Regions from separate parts of the Mus musculus genome. Here regions 2 and 3 are each linked to region 1. Evidence: chromatin contacts called from public HiCAR-type and promoter capture Hi-C data. All regions are on one chromosome and are shown on one strand. Each heading gives the region's core, a stretch centred on a gene start, on an enhancer-like site or on the middle of the called end of the contact. The rest is flanking DNA. Distances are from core to core; before and after follow the strand shown.

Evidence for each region. Promoter capture Hi-C pulls out the DNA fragments that hold promoters and counts their contacts. HiCAR-type assays count read pairs that join an accessible place to other places.
Region 2: a contact with region 1 is called in a promoter capture Hi-C map of stem cell-derived epiblast-like cells, with 2.3 times the contacts expected there. The contact joins the promoter of Trim27 here to the promoter of Epdr1 in region 1. A contact is called at or near these places in 6 of 39 promoter capture datasets (the 3T3-L1 cell line, cranial neural crest, frontonasal cranial neural crest and 3 more) and 3 of 115 datasets of contacts at active chromatin or transcription factors (embryonic forebrain, forebrain and stem cell-derived neural progenitor cells).
Region 3: a HiCAR-type map of astrocytes shows a contact between it and region 1, with 4 times the contacts expected there. The contact joins the promoter of Zscan12 here to the promoter of Epdr1 in region 1. A contact is called at or near these places in 3 of 39 promoter capture datasets (the 3T3-L1 cell line and cranial neural crest) and 1 of 115 datasets of contacts at active chromatin or transcription factors (astrocytes).

What each region holds. Positions count from the first base shown.
Region 1 is chr13:19,618,482-19,622,209 of GRCm38.p6, reverse strand. Epdr1 (ependymin related protein 1 (zebrafish)) reads left to right here and starts at 2,380. Exons shown (of 3, transcript NM_134065.4): 1 at 2,380-2,916. The coding sequence starts at 2,648.
Region 2 is chr13:21,178,144-21,181,740 of GRCm38.p6, reverse strand. It overlaps Trim27 (tripartite motif-containing 27), which reads right to left and starts at 1,810. Exons shown (of 8, transcript NM_009054.3): 1 at 827-1,810. The coding sequence starts at 1,246.
Region 3 is chr13:21,361,442-21,365,157 of GRCm38.p6, reverse strand. Zscan12 (zinc finger and SCAN domain containing 12) reads right to left here and starts at 2,338. Exons shown (of 4, transcript NM_016684.2): 1 at 2,286-2,338; 2 at 1,107-1,578. The coding sequence starts at 1,508.

The sequences.
Region 1 (3,728 bases), core at 1,131-3,630:
CAGAAAGCAAGACTTCCGATGTAAACTTGCTCTCATCGTTGACAATAAGAAAACATGTTCTCTGAGTGTTAATCTTTAAAGGTATGGTTGAGCTTGAAACCTGGGTTAAAGGAAGTTCTTTTGCCTCTCCCTCCAACGCTGAGGCCCACAAGTTAGCTTAGGTGTGAATCTGACTGAGGATTAAAACAGCTGTGCAAAACAAAAACAGCAAAAAACAAACAAACAAAAAAACCACAACTGCATTTGTCATCCTTATTGTGTAAGGTATAGAGACAAACACTATGAAGACATTAATGATCCTATGAGATCAGATACTATTTAGATCTGTGTAAAGTACCTATTCATCCCGAGCAATCCATAAAGGCATTCTGCTTTCCTACTGAATAGGTCTCAAGTCCCAAAGATGCCAAATGCCATAGGAAAATATCAAGCAGAAGGGGGTGGCCAAAAGGCACCTCATGCCTTTTCTGGTAGTGAAATCCCAAACCTAGTCTACCGCCCCCCTCCCCGCACCACACACACTGAGCAAAAAAGATCATTAGATTAACTTTCTAATGAGAAGAGAGGGGGTATAGAAAGACAGAAGGACAGAGACAGAGACAGACAGAGGGATAAAAACTTCCCACCTCTTTCTCCAACCCAGTATAGATGAGACCCTAGGTTCCTCCCAACACTAAATGAAAACAAGAAAAGAACTAAAAGAAGGAAACTATTAAGACAGGAATTTGGGACAGAGGGGTAGAGCTCATTGTTGCGCTCACTCCAAGTTCACACTCAGCCTAAGGAAGCTACCTTCAATGTGGAACTCTACCTATCAGGCCCACCGATAGTCAGTCTGTCCCTGTTTTTCATAATGTTATACAGAGCAGAGGGACTTGTCCGAAAATTCTTGTCAATTGTCCTTCCTCTTCCTGCCCTCCCAAAAGGCTTGCAGCTTTAGCACTAAAGCCATTGTCCTCTAGTTGGGTGCTTCTCTGGGGTGACTCCCATTTGGGCTCCCTATTCTTCCTTTCTCCCCTCCTACATGCCTGCTGCTCTCAGGATTTTGACCCTAGCTTTCACCTCAGTCTTCCCTCTCCCGTCAACTCCAAGTTTCCTCATTCTCAGGACTTTTGAAACGTAGGTTGGAGAGTTCCTTGTCAAATATCCCTGGGAGGGGGGTGGCAAGAATCATCCATCCATCCATCCATCCATCTCAAATTCTCTTCAGTGACCCTTTCTATGCCTGTGGCTTCCGAATCTAAGACTTGGGCACTGCATGCTCAAGCCATGCAGAACTGTCTTTGGTTGTCTCTACCTAGATATTCCCCAGTCATCTCAAAGCTAACTGGCTGAACTACAATTTTCCTTCCTTCCTTCCTTCCTTCCTTCCTTCCTTCCTTCCTTCCTTCCTTCCTTCCTTCTTTCCTTCTTTCCTTCCTTCCTCTCATTTACCCAAATCAGAACCCCCTGCCTCCAACTTCAATCTTTCTTTGTAATTTCAAGCTCCATTCCACCCTACCCATCCCCATTGCTGTCACTCAGCTACTCTACAGCTGGCTTGTAGTGTAGCAGCTTCTGCCCTGATACCCTGCCACTCTGTCTGACACTGCATTTTCTTCCTGTGCTAGCCGAGTGAGCTTTCTAATATACATCGCTTATGAGGGTTGTCCCTGGCTTTTTGTGGGCTTGTGGCTCTCACAGTCCTCGATATCAACAACAAAACACTCAACAGCTTTTAAGGCCCTAAATGATCAGGCTCCTGATTGTCTTACAGATACTTGCTTGGGCTCCAATCCTGGAGTTCTTTTGACCTCACTCAGAAATGCCCCAAACCATTTCCTCTTGGCTCACTCTTCTTCATAGTAGGTATTAAGTGGAAATGTAAATAACATTGTAAAGCAAGGGTCTTTAAAAAATTGCCTCATCTCATCTTGTTTCTATATTATTATTAATCCTACCATTACTTAAACACACACACACACACACACACACACACACACATACACTAAAGTAAACCTCTAAAAACACAAACCTCTGGACTTGAAGCTTTGACGTGTAGGAGAGAGGAATCTCACTGAATTGAGACTCAGGCCTGAGATTGGAAACTGCACAACGAACACCACAGAAATTTAGTGTCATTTCTTCAGGAAGGGACCATTGTAACACTTTTAATTTGTAAAAAAAAAAAAAAAAAAAAAAAAGTCACGATTTTACCAAGAAACAAATTACAGCAGCCAGAGAATGTGCCACACCTCTGCTCTGCTCCTGTCCTCCTTGAGGGGGGTTGCAGTTCTTGGAGAAAGGAGTCCCTTCTCAGAGAATTACCCCTTCCATCCCAAACCCTTTAAGTGCGATGCCCTTTAGGATGCTAGTGGCATCACTGCCGCTGCGTTTCCTGTTGGCAGCAGAGAGCAGGAAAAACAAGCTTTGGTAAGCCTCCGCCAGAGCAGAAAGAGCTGGGGCGATTCACGCGGCTTTCCCAGGCCGGTGTCCCGGTGTCCGGAGCCCCCAAGCCAGGAGCCTGTGGAACGGAAAATCGAGAGAGGCCTGAACTGGGTCCCGGAGCACACCTTTCGCCAGGGCGCAGAGAAGGCTCACGCGACTAGTCCAACGCAGGGCCTCGGCTCTCTCTGGAGCTCGGCTGACCCTGGGGCGGCAGATCACGATGCCCGCGCGCGCTCCCCGCCGCCTGGTCCAGGGGCCTCGGGGGACCTGGCTGCTGGGAAGCCTCTGGGTCTGGGTGCTGTGCGGCCTGGGGATGGCGGGCTCCCTGGGAACCCCACAGCCATGCCAGGCACCCCAGCAGTGGGAGGGACGCCAGGTTCTGTACCAGCAGAGCAGCGGGCACAACAACCGCGCCCTGGTGTCCTACGATGGTCTCAACCAGCGCGTGCGGGTGCTGGACGAGAGGAAAGCGCTGATCCCCTGCAAGAGGTAGGCAGCTTGGAAGGGCAAGACGGCGGCCAGGGGAACGCCAGCTCGGGCGGGGGCTTGCTACTCCAGCTAGACCCCCAGCAGCTCCCGGCCCCTCCCGATCCCCAATTAAGTTATAGGGGGCCTTGGGATCCGCTTGGTCTGACCACTGAGGTAGAGGCAGGCAAAGAAAGGACTCTCCAAGGGCAAGATGGAAAAGCCAGGCATTCTAAGTCCAAGTTAGCCTCATGTCTTAACTGCTGAGTCAGGCTTCTGGCACCTGGAGTCCCCTGCAGTCTAGGGCGTGTTTTTTGTGTAGAAGGGACAAACACAATATTCTCTAAAATTTTTGTTTACAATGAAAACATTTTAAATCACAGTGTGTGTGTGTCTCTGTGTGTGTGTGTGTGTGTGTGTGTGTGTGTGTGTTGCCTGTGTGGAGGCCAGAGGACAACTTAGAGTCGGTTCACTCTCTCTCTTCTGACATGTGGCTCTAAGTACAACACTGTAAAAGGCATGGGAAATGATTTTTAAAAGCTCCTCCCAGCTCATTACCCTATTACAATCTGACCATGTTTGTTTCCATCTTGAGGATTTTCTCTTTTGAAAAACTAGTTAAAACTCCCATTAGAACACATATACTTTCTCCTTAAAACATCTGTTAGATACATATACTGCCACCTTAGAATAGACGCTGGGGCACATACATTCCCACCTTAAAATCCCAATTTTACGTATCCTTCTCTCTTCTCAGTTTATTAGGTTTTTTTAAAACCTATTTTTAATGACCACAGAAATTGCAAAATGGGAGGGCATGCTATCTGTCACACACA
Region 2 (3,597 bases), core at 561-3,060, 1.6 Mb before region 1:
AGGCTCAAAAGGTAAGCTATTTCTCAGATGAATACAGAAAAAAAAAAAAGATTTATTTTCCTCAAAGAATCAGTAAACATTACTAAATTACAACTTATCTCCAGCGAGTGAAATGATACAGGTGACAGCTTTGTAAACGTGACTGACATTTGGATGAACTCACACTTAAACAAATATATAACTCTGTTGGTATAGATCCCTGCAGCCCTCAAGATCATTATCACTTCAGAGCTACTTTATATGTAACGTTTTCGTACTACTGTGTAGCTGTGCCAGTGTTTATTCAACACTCCACAAAGGTCCTGTGAGTTCACTTCCCCTTCACAATAAGCCATCTCCCGAGTCTGAGAGTGGCTAAATGATTTACTTAAGCAGTAAAAAGCTCTGTTCATTTCCATTCAGTTCTAAAACAGGTTTACAGGGAAGTGCTGGGGACACAGATTAAGTGATGGGCACTGCTCGATGTGAATTCAGCCAGCCAACAGTGACTGTCTGGCTTGGTATCCTGGGTCAGAGCGAGTTCGAGGCGTTCAAGGCCTATGGAAGTGTACTTGGCTCCATGTGCATCTCCTTTGTCAAGGGAGGGTCTCCTCGCGCCGTCCCAGTCGCGGCACGCGTAGAGGCGGTTAGCAGGGGCGCTCGGGGTGGGGGTGGGGGTGCTCCTGGCCTCGCCAGCTACAGGTTCTCCTTCCCAGTCTGAGTGCGGAGGCTCCGCAGCCGACAGGGAGGAAATGACGGCGGTGGGCCCCACGTCCGGCTCGCCATTTTCTCGGTATCAAACCAGGAAGCCCCCGGCTCGCCCCTTTGTCCGCCGGCCCGGCCCTACCTTGAAGCCCTCCACCGCCTCCTCCAGGGGCAGCACGCTGTGGCCGCGGTGCTCGCGCGAGCGGTCGCACACCACGCAGATGGGCATCTGGTCCTGCTCGCAGTACAGCTTCAGAGGCTCCCGGTGCTTCTCGCACACGCCCATCTCGCCGCCGGGCCCCGACGGCCGCTCGGTGCGCAGCTGCTTCACCAGCTGGGTCACGTTGGCCAGGTGCCGGTTGGGTCGCATGTGGCGCTGCGGGAAGGTCTCCCGGCACTGCGGACACGACACGTTAGTCTCCGCGGCACCCCAGCAGCGGGCCAGGCACGCGCAACAGATGTTGTGGCCGCAGTCGAGCATCATAGGCTCCACGAAGTACTGAAGGCACACGGGGCAGGTGGTCTCCTGCTGCAGGCACTCGGCCACGCTCCCGGAGGCCATGGCGCGGGCCGGCTGGGCCGCAGGGCATGAGCCCGGAGCCGAGCTCTGTCGGAGCTCAGCGCGCTCGCTCCGCTTCTCGGCTCCGGAGCGGGGCGGGGCCTCCGGCGCGGGGATCGCAGACGCGCGCGGAGCTCTCGGGCGGCCAGACCCGTCCCCGCACAGCTGCTCCTCACCGACAGCACGGGGAGGAGGCCTGGGCCCCGGAGCCCGGCTGAGAGCCGAGCCGAGGGGAGTCGGGAACCGGGCGCCGCGGGCTGGCTCACCGGGCAACGTGGCCGCGTCGGAAGGGGTCCCGCGGCCGCGCAGACTCCTCAGGGCCGAGCGGAAGAGGTGGGCCGGGGGCGGGGCCTGGCTTCCCGCGCCGCTCTGCTCTCTCGGGGCGGGAAAGCGGGTTTCCTCTGCACAGTCCTGGGTCCCCGGCACCCAGCCCGGGAGTCGGTCGTGGCTGTCGCGTGCAGTGGGAGCAGAGTGTCCCCTGGCAGTGGCGTCGGGTCACTCCAAGCGTCTGTGGGCCCGTAGTCTTCTGCTGAGTTTCCTCTTAGTGGCTAGGCCTCGGCTCCTTTAAAAGTAAGATGGCTTTGCATAAATGCCGGAAAGCTGGGCGGGGAGACCAGCTAGGCCCCTCCCAGTGTGACACACCCAGCTCCAGGCGTTAACAATCGCTAGAAAAGGGTTTAATCATCAGCAACTTTTCTCAGGGGCAGAAACGGAGAAGCCCAGTTCTATCTCCACCCTAAAGTAAATCGGTTTATCGTTCCGAGCCTCATTTTCTTCTCGTGTGAAATGGGGACCGATCGAATCCCGACCAGAGTGCTGACCAGACCATGAAGTCCTCCCCCATCTCCCTAGCTCTACCGTTACTAGGGAGCCACCCCACCGAGAGCCCGCTTGTGAGTCCCTAACTTCTTCTCAGGCTCCTCAGGTGCCCAGTGTCTCACTTCCTCAAGTGAGTAGCCAGACCCGACGTGTCAAAGGGCTGCCTGGCGACACACTTCTCTCTCGTCTTCCCTGCCACCTGCTGAGGAACCTACGTGGCTGTGGGTTCCTATGAGACCCTCGAAGAAACAACCCGGATTCTGCCACGTGGGCCTCATTCTCAGAACACTCCCCCACCCCCACCCCCACCCCCACCCCTCACCTCCAGCCTGGGCCCTGCGGCGCTGGGGCCAAAAATTCTGATTGTCCACTGTAGTGTTGTCCTTCTGCCCATGACGTTAATAACTCTTCTAATAAGTTCTTACTCCCAGCAATCTAGTTCAGTGCCCTCCTTGAGCTCCCATACCCTATTGCTTTCAGGAATTTTCCCCATCAAGGAGTTACACCTTTTTAAACAAACAAACAAACAAACAAACAAACCACAGCTTGAGCATAAAGATCTTTATCCGCTAGTTTAAATGAAGCACCCAGTACATCGAATGACATTGAGTAGAACCTAAAACTTGCTTGTTTCTGCCCAATCGAGAGTCCTGTGATGACCGGAGGAGGTCTTGTAGCCTGGTTTCTTATCACAGAATAGGTTTTCAGTTCTGTGCGCTGTCACTTATGCCATGGCCTTTCCTACTCTCCTTTGGGATTGACTCCGTGCCTGCCCTTGTGTTTGAGCAACAGGGAATTTCTGTATCCAGGCCATCACTTCACTGGATTCTGCTTGATTCTTCCCTATGGGACAAGAAATCCGAGGTACTTAACAAGTCTCGCTCATCCAAACCTCCATTCTCCCCACCTGCTCTTTGAAACTCCAGGCTCAAAACAACTCAGCACACTTCCAGTAAATGGTAGAATATTTGTCCTAGGCTACACTGTAGTCTACTCTGCTACAAAACTGAAGTTGAAAGGAATTGAAAGTGCCAGTCTTACTCCAGAAGGAAGAATTCAGTTTTGCAAGCCGGTGTAGAACTATGAAAAATGCAGGTGGCAGATATGTGTTCTTAGGTCATCAGTGCGGCTCTGGATTTTAGCTTTGTCATCCAGGGCTCATGCGGTCTCTGCTTTCCTAACCTCAAGGCAGATGGCCTGGACAAGCCAGGTAAGTAGGGCAAGGTGGAGGAAGTAGGGGAAAGGAAGCGCTCCCCCTTCCAGGATTGCTACAGGCTCCCTCCTTTCTCAAGCGATAACTGTTTTCTCTTTCTCCACTAATTTAGTAGGCTTGTCATGAGCTTTATGGCTGAGTTGCCTACTCATTTCCAGTGTTTTCAGTGTTAGAGCTCGAACCCAGGACGTTAAGCTAGGCAAGTGCTCGTCTCAGACCCATCCACGCAGTTTTTGTGTTTGTTCCTCCACCTTGGCCTAAATTATTGCAATACCTTATCTGTTTGCAAATGACTTGGAAATGATTCAGTAGTTAGATGAAT
Region 3 (3,716 bases), core at 1,089-3,588, 1.7 Mb before region 1:
TATCCCCCACACGGACCCTCCCATCTAACTCTCCATTCTGCTCCCATATCTCACTCATTCAGGATAGTGACCTCCACCTCCATCTTTTAACTGTTTACTACAGAAATCAGGGCAGTGGATATATGTTTTTCCTGGAGAGATGTGAGAAAGCTTCTTTTCACTCCAGATAGGGCACTGACCAACCAAATAAAGATCCCAGCTAAGTCTAGCTTGGCCAACCAAGAGTTCCTTGAGCTTGCTTATAGCACAAGTGAGAGGTTTCTTAAGACACCAGGTGGCAAGTCCCACCCTAGCACTGGTGAAGAATCCATCAAATTCACACCACTGAAGTCTTGCTGTCCACCAACAGATCTGGACAAAGAGGGATTAACAGCTGGTATCCTCCACCAGTGTTTCTACTTGGGAGTATTAACAGCTCCATAACTGTGTACATAGCTATCACTGGATTAAACACATAGCACCGTGGATTAAACACAGGACCTTGCACATACTAAGCAAGTCCTCTAGCACTGAAACATATCCCCAATCTTGTTATTTTTTGGACAGGGACTTGCAGTATAGCCCATATTGTTCTCAAACCCCAATCTATGTGCTTCCATCATCTGAGTGCTAGTTGACAGGCATGTGCTCCTACCCAGCTCAACACCCATTTCTCAATTACTTGTTTATATTACATAATAGTCTTTACAAGAGGCTGTTTCGCACCCTATTACCACCATCTAATACCTTCTTCTTCTTCCTCTTCTTCTAGTATCTTCGCTCGTAGTATATGCCTTGTGTGTCTGAACTAAGCATCAGATAGAACTTTGTAGCTTAGCACAGAAATAAAACAACCCCACTGATGAAAAGGAATAATTAAACTAAGACCAGACAGGAGTGGACGTACATACCTGTAATCTCAGCACCAAGGATATGAGACAGGAAGATTACAAGCCCAAGGCTAGGATGTACAACGTACAAGTTCAACTCCAAATTCCCATGACACTTAAAGTCCCCTTTGGATCCAACTAAATGTCAATATGCTTTGTAAAATAGTGGTATACTTCACTTTGGCCTACAAATTCAGTCGCGCTTAGGAAAGAGGACCCCTCCCCCCTTTTTCTTACCCGGTATCCTAGTTCATCAAGCTCTCTCTCTAAATCCTCCAGCACAGTCACCACCTCCTCCACACTCTCCGGATTCTGCTCCTGCACCCAGGCCTGCAGCTCCCCTGGCAGGATGGTCAGGAACTGCTCCAGCACCAGCAGCTCCAGGATCTGCTCCTTGCTGTTCAAGTCCGGCCGCAGCCACTGTCTGCAGAGCTCGCGCAGCCGGCTCAGAGCCTCCCGGGGTCCAGAAGTTTCCTGGTAGCAAAACTGTCTGAAGTATTTTCGGAAGACGTCTCTGTTATAAGTGTTCTTTTGTAGGTTCCTATCTTGTCTGGTGGTATACTTACATTCTTCCTCCATTTTTATTTCCAAAAGTCCACCCTGGTTCTTACAGACCTTGGTATCACTAGTAGATGTCATCGTAGCTAGATAAAAGATGTATCAATCTTTCAAGTAATAACTCCTTGGTAAATCTTCTTACCCAGTGGACCTAAGGGATAAGTCATCGTTACTAACACGAACTACAATAAGCAAATACCGCCTATTCTAAGAGTTAAGTGGGAGAGTTGAAAAGCTGCCCTCCGGTTAATCTACTGTATTGACTGGATTGTACGTGGACTTTCACAAAAATAGACAAAAGTGAAAAAGATGTCAAATTGTTTCAGGACTTCAGGGAGTAAAGCTTGGGAAGAAACTTACCTCCACTTACTCCTAAAGTGAACAACAACTAACTGAAATAAACAAAAAATTTTGGAATTAGCAGATAGCGTTGGGGAAGGGCAACCGCTGCCTGGCGGGTGGGAAGTTCAACTAACAGTACCACCAAAAATAACGGAAAGAGTACAAGAGTAGGGTACGCCTGCCTTGCTGCTTTTGATTTTTTTTTCTGCGTACCTGGCACAAATCACATATACATAGTACAGTCTCCCAACTGGCTTTAGTTGGAACTTAACCACTCATAAAGGTTAGAAGTTGGGGAGGGTGCTCTGCTTTTCTCCTGCCCCTCCAGTTCTGTGACTCTAACTTAAAGTTCTGCAGCGTGCCTAGGTCCGGGCCAGCTCCGCGCCCCAGGGGGACCCATAGGCAGCCGCAGCGCAGCCCGGGTGGCCTTTCCCCCGGTTCCAAGCATCTTTCTAAGGCCGAGAGTCTAGGTAGCAGGGAGCACCCTCCCCCCGCCTGGAGCACGAGCTCGCTCACCGCGTCGCTCCTGCGCAGGGAAGGGAATCCAGCCCTCCCAGGAACCGGAAGTCATCGCGGACTCCCACAAAGGCCGGAAGCGGTGGAGCCCTGTTGCTCCCAGAGCCACTCTAGGGAGCCACGGAGTTCCACTCAGTGGTTTGTCCTTACTCTGGCAAAAGAAGTTGGGATTTTCTGTCTAATCATAGTGAGCATGCCGGTCCTTATCCGGTTTCGCGTTTGTGTTTCAGTATCACTGAGATTAGTGATGTCTCAAAGAGACATTCTTCTGGTCAATGGGAAAAAATGTATTAAAAGGATAATTTAGTAAGTTAACAGGATATTATGAACACTAAAATCAGCCTTCATAAGTACGAGTGTGAATGAAAAGACCACAGCTACAAAAGCAACAGCAAAAATACTCAGAGCTCAAGAGATGTGCCACATTTACTTGGGGCTAACTTTAAAACACTTTAAAAGCCAAATATGAACATAAATAGGAGGCAATAAGCTTTCTTGGGTAGAAAAACTCAACAAAGCAGTCAGTACTAATTAAATATGTTTGCAACTATGGTATCCCAATAAACACAACCATTTTTCTAGAATTAAAAAAAAATGTTTGTTTGTTTGTTTGTTTTAATTTAAAAGGAGAGTCCAAAGAAAAATCCCTGAAAAAGAATAGTGGTTAATGCTCTTATCATGCACCAGAACATTCTGTGTTCTGGAAGTGAAAACAAAACAACAACAACAAAAATCTCACCCTGTTCTTAGCTAATGTACATGTCGAGGGTAACCAGAAAACCAAGCACAAGCTCTCAAAGATAGTAGTAATTTATTATCGAGCAAAATACATGTAGAGTGTGGCTTAGGACATTGATTTACATAACCAGAACAAAAGAAAGTAGTAAATCAAGACAACTTTAAAAAAACAATTAGTGGAAATGTAAGTTAGGTGGTGTCTTAGTCTGGGTTTCTATTCCTGCACAAACACCATGACCAAGAAGCCAGCTGGGGAGGAAAGGGTTTATTCAGCTTACTTTTCCACACTGCTGTTCATCACTAAAGGAAGTCAGGACTAGAACTCAAGCAGGTCAGGAAGCAGGAGCTGATGCAGAGGCCACGGAAGGATGTTTCTTACTGGCTTGCTTCCCCTGGCTTGCTCAGCCTGCTCTCTTATAGAACCCAAAACTACCAGCCCAGGGATGGCATCACCCACAAGGGGTCCTTCCCCCTTGATCACTAATTGAGAAAATGCCTTACAGCTGGATCTCATGGAGGCATTTTCTCAACAGAAACTCCTTTCTCTGTGATAACTCCAGCTTGTGTCAAGTTGGCACACAAAGCCAGCCAGTACAGGTGGGTTATAGCTATCTGGAAAATTCTTAGCCTTTTGATTGGTGAAACCAAGTGATCTGTTAGTACATTTCAAAGGGATTTACCTAAAAAGCAGAA